Regions from separate parts of the Rattus norvegicus genome. Here region 2 is linked to region 1. The links are chromatin contacts, called in public Hi-C maps. All regions are on one chromosome and are shown on one strand. Each heading gives the region's core, a stretch centred on a gene start, on an enhancer-like site or on the middle of the called end of the contact. The rest is flanking DNA. Distances are from core to core; before and after follow the strand shown. Region 1 has its middle 12 kb from the start of Sh3tc2. Region 2 overlaps Sh3tc2 (SH3 domain and tetratricopeptide repeats 2).

Region 1 (6,241 bases), core at 84-2,583:
AGAAAGGTCCTTTTTATAAAAGTAATACCCAATCAAATCGATATCAGTCTACGCCGTCAACCCCACAACATCTGACAGCTAATATGTTATGTCTACATGAACAGTAGAAACATACATAAAGACAAGCAGATAGATCTACTTCTTGAATTAGCGTCTCTAGAAAAGGGTTTCGAGTGTCTTGACGTCAACCCTCTACAGAGCCATTCAGCACCGCAGAGACTCCATTGCCTGCTTCAGTGGTTATATGACAGCAATGTTCCTATGAGGATGGCATTTTGCACTTTTAGCTTTGTGTTCAGAGTCCAGTGGTGGTTGTGTGTAACATTGGTCTTTTTCACAGCCCAAGGAGAATGAGACAAAGCTTGTCTTCCCTTGTGAGGTTACGTGGTCCCCATAGAGCCAATGGAGGTCAACACACACAAATGGTTAGAGAGGGAAATTTATTATACATTTATTCATTTCTTTTTTAAATTAATTTATTTATTTTATGTATGTGAGTACACCATTACTGTCTTCAGACACACCAGAAGAGGGCATCAGATCCCACTACAGATGGTTGTGAGCCACCATGTGGTTGCTGGGATTTGAACTCAGGACCTCTGGGAGAACAGTCAGTGCTCTTAACCGCTGAGCCATTTCTCCAGCCCCACATGTATTCAGTTCTCTTTCTTTGTTTTTGTTTTGTTTTGCCTTTTGACCTACATGGCCCTAGGGATTAAGCCCGTGTTCTCCTGCATACTAATTAGGTAGACTACCACTGGCCTGCACCTAGAACTTAAATAAAACCCCACTAGGTGTTCCCAATAAACACCTAAGCACAGGTGACAAACTGAACTGAAGAACTAAGACAACAAAAGGGAAGCTTGGGCGCTACTGAGAGCTGATTCTGTCACCCATGGCAAGTTGATTATGAGTCATTAGGGAAAGCATGTAATTGCTAAAGGTTGGGGAATGGGGCTTGAAGGAGTATCATGGTGTGGGAGAAATTCATGATGATGCACAGGCTGTCACACCCAGGCTACAGAGTTTTTAATTTTAGCTAAAGCTCTTACTTCCTATTGCGGAGAGATGGAGATAGAAAGAACCCTCAAGATTTCAGAAAGTATCCGGTCTAGAAAATATAATTTGTAAAGCTCTTTTTAGACTTAAAACCGAATTGTTGTTAGTCTTTTAGCTCAGGGCCGTTTTGTTTGTTGTTTGTTTTCTGTTTTGTTTTTAAATGCAGGGTTTCTCTGTGTAGCCCTGGCTGCCCTGGAGCTCACTCTGTAGACCAGGATGGCTTCGAACTCAGAGATCTGCCTGCCTCTGCCCCCTCAGTGTGCCACCATGCCCAGCTCAGAGCCAACTGCTTTAAAAGAAGCAACTTGGAGCTCAAAGGCTTGGCACAATAGTCATTGGCTGGGCTGTGTGAGCAGGACTCTGGTCTGCACTTCCGGCCTCACTTCATTCATAACACGCAGCATGCCTGCAAGGCAGGGACTGCCACTGTCTCACAGATGAAGAAGACTCAAAAAGATACCACACCTGACAGACTCACACAGTGACACTGCCTTGAAGGAGGATGGAACAAAGCCCGCCCTGTGTAAGCAGTACAGAGCTGTAGTCCATAGTGGCGAGGGTCTAAAAACCTCTACACACAGCACTCTGTGGTCCAGATGAGGCAGTCAGGTAGCAAACTGAATCACCCAAGGGCAAGGTAGGATGAAATATGAAAGGCATAGGTTAATATATTTAGCTTTAAAGCAAGAAAGGGAAAGCCCTAGGAGTCGGAAACAAAGTCAAAAGTCAAAAGCCCCTGCACCGTGGGAGAGAATGCCTTAGGAGCCTAGTGGTCCTCTGAGCTGGACCTGAACCTTCTATTTCCCTCCCGATGATAGAACCCCCCCGGGGTGGAAGTGGGAGCTTGTGTGAAGTCAGGAAGCTAGAAATGGCTCTTGCCAAAATACCCGAAGGCTGGAAGGGTTACTGCTCAATCAAAACGGAGTTACTTAGGAAACCTTCTTCCGCCTTCTAAAGATACGCTGAAGAAGCGCAGCATATCTGAGGCCCTACGTGGCAACTGACAACCTAAAGGCCACTCCCCGAGGCAGTGTAGGAACTGAATCTGCCTGTGTGGTATGGGACCCTACCCGGAAGTATGAGTCCGAAAGGGCCTTGAGTTCTGACTCTCGACAGAACATCCAATCCTGCGAAAGCTAGTCTCTTAGGACTTTCACAATGAAACGTTCCCGAAGATTCCCGTTTCAAAAACGTAACTGAAGAATGGTTCAGAGTAGTGCACAGTTACACAGATTCAAATCACACCAGAATTTAGCCACCAACGGGTGGAAACAAGGGGGTGGGGGGACATAAGAGCAGAGTTATCCAACTGGTTACTCTACACTGCAAGACTAGGAAACGAGCAATTCATCAAGGTGTGGCCAGATCTGAGACTCGACCTGTGAGGCAGGCTCCGCAGACCTGGATAGCATCAGCAATGAATCCTCCAAGGAAGGCTCAAGGCGAGAATGAATAGGCCTTGTCTCAGCTCCCAGCATTCCAGGACCTGGGAAAGGAATGAAAGAGAGAAAGGTAGCAATCCGGTCAATCGATTTCTGAATCTTTATCTCCACCCAGCTCGCTCTCTCCCTTTTTGTCTTTTTAACACCCAGTGCTATTTTAGCAAGCCAGCTCAGCTCCACTCCGTTCTTACTACATGTCGCTTTCCCCCCCTTCCCTATGTTCATCCCACCAGTCGAGAATAAGGCCGATACCACAGTATAAAGCTAAATTTGAAGCAAACTTTAATTAAATACTGGCTGGGTTGATGGACTGTCTGACCAAGTCCACCTCTGGGTTTCCAGAAAACAGCCAGGAGTCGAGCCTTGCAGAGGCTTAAGAAGGCAGCCCTGCAAGGCCACCTCATCATCAGAATGATGTTAAATATGCTCAAATAAACGGAAGTAGACATAAATACATGCCTGAGGTGATTCAGAAGAACACAAACAAACAGTTAAATGAAATAAGGAAGCTGATCCCGGATATGGAAATGGAATTCAATAGACCCAAAATAATGAGAAAAAAAAAACCTGAATATGAGGCTGTCGATGAAAACTTCAGTGTTAAATAACTGACAAAATGGACTAGTCAGAACAGATAAAGGTCACTGCCAACCACACAGGGGAGCTACCCATCAAGAAGCTGTTAGGATTCTGAACATATGTGCACTAAATACAAGTGTAGCCCATCCCACACAGAAAACACCACTAGATGTAGAGCCACAGATAAGCTCCAACACAGAAATAGTGGGTGACTTCAATACCCTACTCTCACAAAGACAGATCACCCCAAAAGAGGAGAGCAAAACACTAGAGTTAAATGGCATCGCATCAAATGGACTAAACAAAGCATTCTATGCAAACGTTACAAAGTATACACCGTTCTCAAAAGATCTAAAATAAGGGTGGGTATCATTAGGGCGTGTTATCTACCATTCTAGCTCCAGGTTCATTACCCACACATATACATATACACTATACGCACAGGCATCACACACACACACACACACACACACACACACACACACACACAAACTGCCATCCTGACAAAATTAATCTACAGAGCCAACGCATCTCCATAAAAGTTACAGCACTATTCTTTACAGAAATAGAAGGAAAAAACAGACAAATTTACAAAGCATGTTGGAGCCAAGTATGCCATCCACCTGGGAGAGACGCGGCAGAACTCTGAGACCAATTAAGCTATGCTGCCACCTAGTGGTTGACTGTGATGGATTCCCAAAGGCCCCCTTTATCCCTTCTTTCCCCTACTGAGACAGGCTACAGGGTTAACCAGGTGATTACCACAAACTTAATGACTCCAGCTGCAGCTACTGCACCAGACATGGTCTCCTGGCTTGAGCAGACTAGCATATCTCCTGATACCTGGTATTCAGTGTTTTCTCTTAGGCGTCCCTAAGAACCACCAATAGCTATTTGCCTATAGCTGGCAAAAGTCAGAAGTACTACAACTCCTACATCATAATTTGGTTTCCAGGGACCTTGATTGTCTGTCTCTCCCATAAGATATCATAAGAGTCCTTTGTAGAGGGGACATTGTGCTGGTTAGACTAAGTGAGCCAGAGGTCTCAATGAATGGACTCAATGGTAAGTCATATGCGTACCAGAGGGTGGGAATAAATCCAATATTTAAAGGTGACATGTTGGTGAATCCAGTGCTGAGAAAGACTAAAAGTTATTCCTTCTAATGTGAAGATAAGTTGCTGCTCGAAGCCCCTCCCACCGAGGAAGAAGCGTGGCACTGAGTGGGCCATTGGGATTCCGAGGCAGCACATTCTGCCCTGGGCTGTGACATGTGGTCCATCCGCCAAGGGACTCAGAAAGTGGTTTGAGTGGCACTGGAAACAGGAGGGGGCCCATCCAGCTTTTTCAAGTGCCCGATGCCTTATTGCTACCTATGGCCACCTTACAGCATCATAGTACACCCATAACTTCTTATTCGCATCTAACAGTAACTCAGGACTCATTGATAAACCTTTCCTAGCTCCCTCAACCCTATCTGTTCTCCTCAGCCCTTGACAACCACCGACATTCTACTTTCAACTTGTATGAGATGGGAATGTCTAGATTTTATGTATGTGTGACCTTGGGTGGTACTTGTTCTTCTGTGCCTGACTGGCTTCACTTAGATAATGACTACCAGTTCCAAGCACATTGTCACAAATTATAGGACTTCACTCCTTTTTGTGATATATATATATATATAATATACATTGTATATATATTGTGTATATATATTGTATATATATTGTGTATATATATACACAAACACACACGCACGTCCATGCGTGTACACACACACACACACACACACACACACACACACCATATTGTCTCTAGCCATTCATTTTGGGGTGGACACTTCTGCTCTGGCTATGGTAACAATGTTGCAGTTTGTATAAGAGCCCAGAGTCTCCTGGCAACTTTTGTCATCATCCTTGGTCTCAGGGTCTCTGGTTCATGCAGTAGTTCTATTTTTAACTTTTAGAGGAACCTCTAAGCTGTTTCTCACAATGGCAATGTATAGTTTCGAAAACATGTCTATGAGGTCTGTGAGGTGGTCCAGCGTATAAACACATTCGCCATGCAAGCCTGAAGCCTTGGTCTGATCCCTAGAACCCACATAACCCAGAGGAGAGATCTGTGTATATTCATTCTCTGACCTCTTCCCACACAAGTGTATGGCGTATGTGCCCCTATACACACACACACACACACACACACACACACACACACACACACACAATGTTTAAATCATCTTTGGAACACAGATTTATTCTTGTTTATAGTGCCTTTGTCCACACTTAACTTTTCTAAAGGGAACACCTAACTCTTCTGCCTTGAATGTGTCCATAGGTGTATGTTATAATAATGCTTCCTGCGCTCTTTTGTGGAAGTCTTGATTTCCGTAAGCAGGGGAGTTGAAGGGGCTAGAAAAATCTCCCTCGGTGATTAGCAGAAGATGCAGACAAATGATAGTAAGGTAACACAAGACCTCATCCAAAAACTCTGATCAGCTCAGCCTAATTGGTGTTTATACAACACGTCACCAGACATGAGCAGAACAGATAGTCTTCTCAAGTAAATATGAGTCAGCCATCAAAATGAGACACATTCTGGGACATAATACAAATGTTGATAAATTTTAAAGATTTAAAATCAGTCAAGCATGTTCTCTAACAACGAAGGAATTAATTGAAAATCAGTAAGAGAGCTACATCTGGAAAATATTCCTAAGTATTTCAGGGAGCAGGGGAGGAATGGTGAGGGAAACTAGAAAGTGGTTTGAGGGGAGGGGGAGGGGAAAAGATTGTGGTAGGGTGTGACCGGGAGGGGGAGAGAGAGTGGGATGTAATGTGAATAAGTAAAAACAAAAAATTATATTAATTTTTTAAAAAAAATGGTTTGAACAGAAAGCAGTCAAAACACAGCACATAAAAACTGGCAAGGCCATGGAGGAAGTTTGCAGAGGAGATGTAATGCCATCAGATTCTAAGATTCAGACAAAGTCCCAAACAGGGCATCAAATCAAAGCTATTAAATCCAACGTAAGGAGAATATAGAATAAAAGTAATAAAGATAAGAGTGGAAGTCAAATGAAAAACATCAGTAAGAAAACAGGAGGGCTGGAGAGATGTCTCTGTGGTTAAGAGCACTGATTGTTCTTCCAGAGGTCCTGAGTT
Region 2 (5,405 bases), core at 751-3,250, 73 kb before region 1:
ATCTGTTTTGCTACTTCTATTTCTCATGAGGATGGGAGTCTCTCAAAACATTCAAAAAGACCCTGATCAATGCTAAGCTGCCTTCTATGCTTTGTCGTTTGTTAATTTCTTGGACTTTTGAGCACTGAAAGATCGGAGCTAGGCAAGGAGCTTTGGATAAGGAACAGGACTGAGCTTAAAGTCAGTGCACCGTTTTGCTCATGATATTTGTTATAAGTTGTGGAAGTCTGTGGATGACAAAACATTACAACTCTGTGTATGTGTGTGTACGTGTGTGAATATGTGCATGTGCATGTGAATAGGTGTATACGAGTGTGTGCATGTTCGGGTATGCACATGTGTGTTATGTGTGTGCTTGCATGTGTGCATGTGTGTGTATACCAGTCATCCTTTATAGAATTAATTTATATAAGCAAAGGAAATGAAGGGAAAGAGGAAAGAAGGGCCAGCCAAAACCCCCAAACTGAATAGGTATAAATAGCTTGATAAACGACTCTTCTAGTGTTGTATGTGGTGATAAACTCAGGCTCAGGTGCTTGTGAGACACAGTTACACACTATGAAGGGGGCTCCGGAGGGCAGAAACCCTTCTCATTCCCCCAACCTAGTCTCGCATCAGAACCCTTGGAGCACTGCTGTGTGTTGCCACTACCTGTGTGCCTGGGAGGAAAATTACCTTCTGTCTCTTCGCTTACTCAGCCATAGAAAGAAGAACAAAATCAGGGCATATGAAAATCTGATCTCATCCCACAGATGACATCTCCAAACCTGGTCATGCAGGACAAGGACAGAAAGAACTCCGTGGGAAAGGAGCAGTCAGGGGACTGACCTCAGAGGTCAGAGCTCTGAGCTGCAGAGTCTCCCTGCCATAAACATGGAATCAAAGGTTCCCATTCCCTGGTGATCTGTTCCATTTTTCTCCCTTCACCCCTGCCCATTCCCTCCCCAAATAAACAAATGAATGACATTACATCCAGTTAGCACAAGCACACACAGACACAGACACAAACACACGCATATGTGTATAAACACACACATGTGCATATACAAATGTCTGTATCAAGATAAACACATTGCCTGCATAAGAGAAGCCCCAAGAGTGGTAGTTGGTTTCAGGATGTTGGACGGGGAAGTGGTCCTCCTGAAAGTGCCACTGATAAGAGACGAGGAGCTGGGAGTCAGGCAGCCCACGAAAGTTCTGGGAAGTAGGCTAGGATACCTAAGCCATGGCTGTGAAAAACACAGGTCAAGCCTGCTCCCTTCTGATGTCTGTGGATAATGGGGGAAATATAAAGATAAAAGACAATCAACACCATTCTAAAAGAAACTACCCATCTTGCTTAAGGCTTCCTACGGACATCTCACAACTGTTTTAACAAGTGACTTATAATATATATATATATATATACATATATATATATTATAATTATCTGGTAGAATGTCTTAGTTATTTAAAAAAAAAGGCCTGGCTCCTGTCTTTATATAATGTGTAATGGTATTATTTATTATGAAACACAGTGATCATTTATATCTGACCTGGTTACAGGCAAATTTATCGGATAAATCAAAATGCACAGAACACTTTAGCTAAAACTTACAATGAAATATAAAATCCCCATAATGCCCCTTCATGTACACAGGTGCAAATGCATGTTTCATGTACACATGAGGAAGATCTGATGGGCCGGAAGTTCCTTGTAAATGACTACAGAGCTCGAAATGAAGAATCCGCTATAGCTGCTGAGGGAACCAATCTTAGTAGGGCTTAAAGGATAACATCAACTTACACTAATTACAGTAAGATTCCATAGCAGTCTTCATCCCCATGACCAACATCAAAAGCCTGAGCAGTTTGGAGACAGCAGCAGCTCGGGCCAGAGGATAGTGAGCCATCAGCAGAAAAGGGGAGAGATTGTAACTTGAGTCAGATGGGCAATGGCTAGGGCTTGGCTTCCAGGCCGAGAGAGCTTTCTTCAAATATAAGATGTGTAACTGCTCTGGAACTCAAGGGCCTTGACCATCCCTCAGGAATGTTTTTGCAAGGACTCTGCATGGGAGATTAGGCCAGCCAGCCTCAACCACAACATTCCTCCCTGTTTCCTTAGATTTTACAGCTTGTACTGGGGGCAGAATTGCATCATTTTTACACAGGAGCAGATCGAAGAATTCCATTTCCTCTCTGGGGAGGAACACTCTAGAGGAGAGAAGAGCCAACAAGGATTGAATTTCTTCCCCCCACCAAGAAACATATATGTGTGTGTGTGTGTATATATATATATGTGTATGTGTGTGTGTATGTATATGTATGTATATATGTATGTATATATAGTGTGTGTGTATATGTGTATATATAAATACATATATATAAGTATATATATGTGTATTGTGTTATATATATATACATATATATATATATATATAGTGTGTGTGTGTGTGTGTATGTATGTTGATACAACTATAACCTTGGTGACTAGATGTAATGGTGACTCAGTATACCATCCGTTCCCACCCCCACCACACAGACAACCTCTAGTCATCTGAAAAGTCCAAACACAAAGGCATGTGATCCAGTTGGTTAGTTAAATCTAAGCAGCTATGTGCAGGTGAAGAGGCTGATGGCCAGACCTCCTCACATGTTACACTGCTCAGAGCAAGAATGAACCTCCCACCTTGTGATCCCTGAATTGCTCTCTCAAACTTCGTGCTCCTGAAACATGTGACTCACTAAACCAGAATTAGGAGGAGCAGGAACGAAAAGTTCATGGTCGGCTTGCTCACCGAGCAATTCACACACTGTCTAGGAGCTGTCCTAGAATATTTTTCATGCTTCGCTATGCACTCGAATGGCTGGGGGGTGTTTGTGAGAGATAGGGAGTTGGGCTTCAGGGGGTTCCATTCAGTTGTCTTGGGTACAGACACAGAATTTGCATTTCAGCTGTCAATCATCTGACGCCAACTCTAGTCAGTGAACACAGTTTTGTCTCACTGCCCAGTTCCATTACCAAAGAACTCAGTTACAATGGTAAACAATTCTAGAATGATCTCATTGATCCCTCCCCTCCTGACTTCTGTGCCCCTGCTAACCACAAACCTGTCTTTTGTATTAGCTGATCCTCTCTGAGGAGCATCCCAGTTGACCGCTATGCCATAAGCGACTCCGATAGATGCTGTCTTATTATGAACACAATGCACAAGGCAAATGGGTACCACTTCTCAATTTGATTATAATTTCTCTCGTTTGATCTCTTTGGTGCCTCTCTGCCTTGCTCATTCTGATGACAGGAGGAGCTATCATGGGGTGGCCTGGCCATCCTGGCTATCATGGCTGTGGCTCACTTCTGGCCAACTGCCAGCAACAACCAACTGGCCAACTCCTGCCAACAACCATGTGAACCAAGTGGAAGCAGCTCTCTCTACAGCTGCACCTGAGGTGACTCCTTCCCCGGCCTACACCTTAGTTTCAGTCCTGTAAGCCGCCCTAAGCCAGAAGACCCAGCGAGGTCACGTTGGGATTACTGCCCTCCAAACACTATGAGATAGATAATCAATGCTGTTGCAAGCCACTCGGTGTGGTGTGTGGTTACAGATAACTCACAGAGGTGTTTTGTAAAAGAGTCACCTTCTCTCTCCCCACCCCCAAGATAAAGGAGACAAAAGGGTATATAAATGTAAATAGCCAATATTTAATAATATACAGTATTTACATATGATGTATGGCAGAATTCACAAGCCTTAGACCAAGTTAAGCTTCACTCGAGTTTCTGGAAAGTCTTATAGGAGCCATGCTTTCAAGTAGAATGGAGAACATGGACCCCAGTTGGACCTCTGGACATTCCACCTGACCCTTCTGTGGATGCATCTCCTGAGACAAAACCTTGCTGGAACCTTCTGCCAGCAGTCTCCATGAGCACCGAGTACTGACTCCTTTCGGTTTTGAAGAAAGCAAGAGAGAAACAATGGGTTCCTCCACAGACACTGAAGGGTCTTCCCTGAGAACACTGGTGAGGGTGCCAAGACAGTCTGCTCACACTTTCCCCAGTGCACTGCCTGCTTTCCTCCTTTCTCCAGAGCTGGGTTGAGAGAAAGCATCTCGGAGCTGTTTGTGTAGAAGAGTCACAGTGACCTGGGCAAAGTTCCCGAAGCAAAGTGTAGAGCCAAGATGCCCTTCACAGAGCCCTTCTCCTTCTGGGCATTGCTCTTCTCCATAAAATGAGGTGATAACTTGAATCCTCCCAGCCCAGATCTAAGAACTTGGGGCAGGAAGGCAGCAGCTAGCCATGGCAAAATGGTCAAGAAGGGGATGGGTCTCTTCAGAGGGCCAGGCTCCCACCACTGAGCCACCGTGACCTCTCTGAAGAGCACCCCAAGGGTTTGCTGTGCCACAAGGGACTCTGGCAGATGCTGTCTAGCCTGTTCTTAATGGTGTCCTGCAGCTCCTCGTCACCCACCAGGACCGCAGCTGCTAGTGCCAGCAAAAAGTATTCAGTAGCATCATGGGCATCCTAACCCCATGGGGCAAAGAAGAGACATCATTAGCAGTACTTACAGGACAGGCTTAAGCTCTATGCTGAGATCATTGACATTGTTCAGTTACTCCATCCCCACATCCCAATGCCTCAAAGGAGGTCTTCCCTTGATGTACTCAGGCTCTGATGGCATTACCAATCACAGTGTCCCTCCTCCTCAGGCACAGAGGTGGCATCTTCCCCGTCTCCAATCAAGATACAACATTGCACTGGACAGTCCACCCCCCTCTGGGACTTTTTGGTGTAACCCAACAAGGAAAATGGCCGATTTCCTTTTGAATATGGCATCAGTCTCCCAGGGGCTGGCAAAGATTGAGGCCAAGAGTCACAGAGAAGTAGGAACACACAGCGTCAAGGAGGAGATAAGAGGTATTCATGAAGTTGAAGGAGGAATAGAATCCAGAAGTACCCAAAACTAAATCTGCACCTCAGCTTCCAGTTATGGGAGTCAGTAAACCGCCTCTTCTGTTTACAGTTGTTCCAGGTTTTCCCTTTGCGGTACCTAGACTCCTTGGCTGATGCAACCAGACCATGCATTCTCTGTCCCTGAGCCACTTGCTCTGGCATGGTGGTTAAGTGGGCCTTCACCTCGCCGCCTGTCCCTCTCTACACAGAGGATAAGAAACAGATGCTTGTCTGGGGAGGATTCAGAAAGAGACTCCTGGTTCTCATTATCCTATATAATTACTGAAGGCCAGAAACAGTCTGACCAGTAGGCAAAGGTCAGCGGAGCTGCCCTGAGTCTCCATTTGTGGTCAGAGTTAGACAAGACTCAGGAAAAGTCACTATTAAAAGTTTATGGGCTATGCTGGGGTGACAAGGACCTTTGGAAGGGGAAGCCAAACTTGAGGACACAGTTTGGGGGAGGAGGGGTGGTCAG

What was found. Hi-C and Micro-C count contacts between places; a contact is called where the count stands out from the background.
Region 2: a Hi-C map of the A7r5 cell line shows a contact between it and region 1, with 3 times the contacts expected there. The contact joins two enhancer-like sites. A contact is called at or near these places in 9 of 12 Hi-C or Micro-C datasets (the A7r5 cell line, the Rat2 cell line, frontal cortex and 5 more).

What each region holds. Positions count from the first base shown.
Region 1 is chr18:57,671,968-57,678,208 of GRCr8, reverse strand. No RefSeq gene overlaps it. Among named protein-coding and RNA genes, the nearest start is that of Sh3tc2, 12 kb to the left of the region's middle. Within about 2 kb of position 1,333, at least 6 of the 93 cell types and tissues checked have an H3K27ac peak or open chromatin away from gene starts, as enhancers often do. A contact at or near this core is called in the A7r5 cell line, where this site is marked.
Region 2 is chr18:57,745,991-57,751,395 of GRCr8, reverse strand. Sh3tc2 (SH3 domain and tetratricopeptide repeats 2) reads right to left here. Exons shown (of 17, transcript NM_001427096.1): 17 at 3,661-4,501. The coding sequence ends at 4,310. Among named protein-coding and RNA genes, the nearest start is that of Sh3tc2, 62 kb to the right of the region's middle. Within about 2 kb of position 2,000, at least 12 of the 93 cell types and tissues checked have an H3K27ac peak or open chromatin away from gene starts, as enhancers often do. A contact at or near this core is called in the A7r5 cell line, where this site is marked.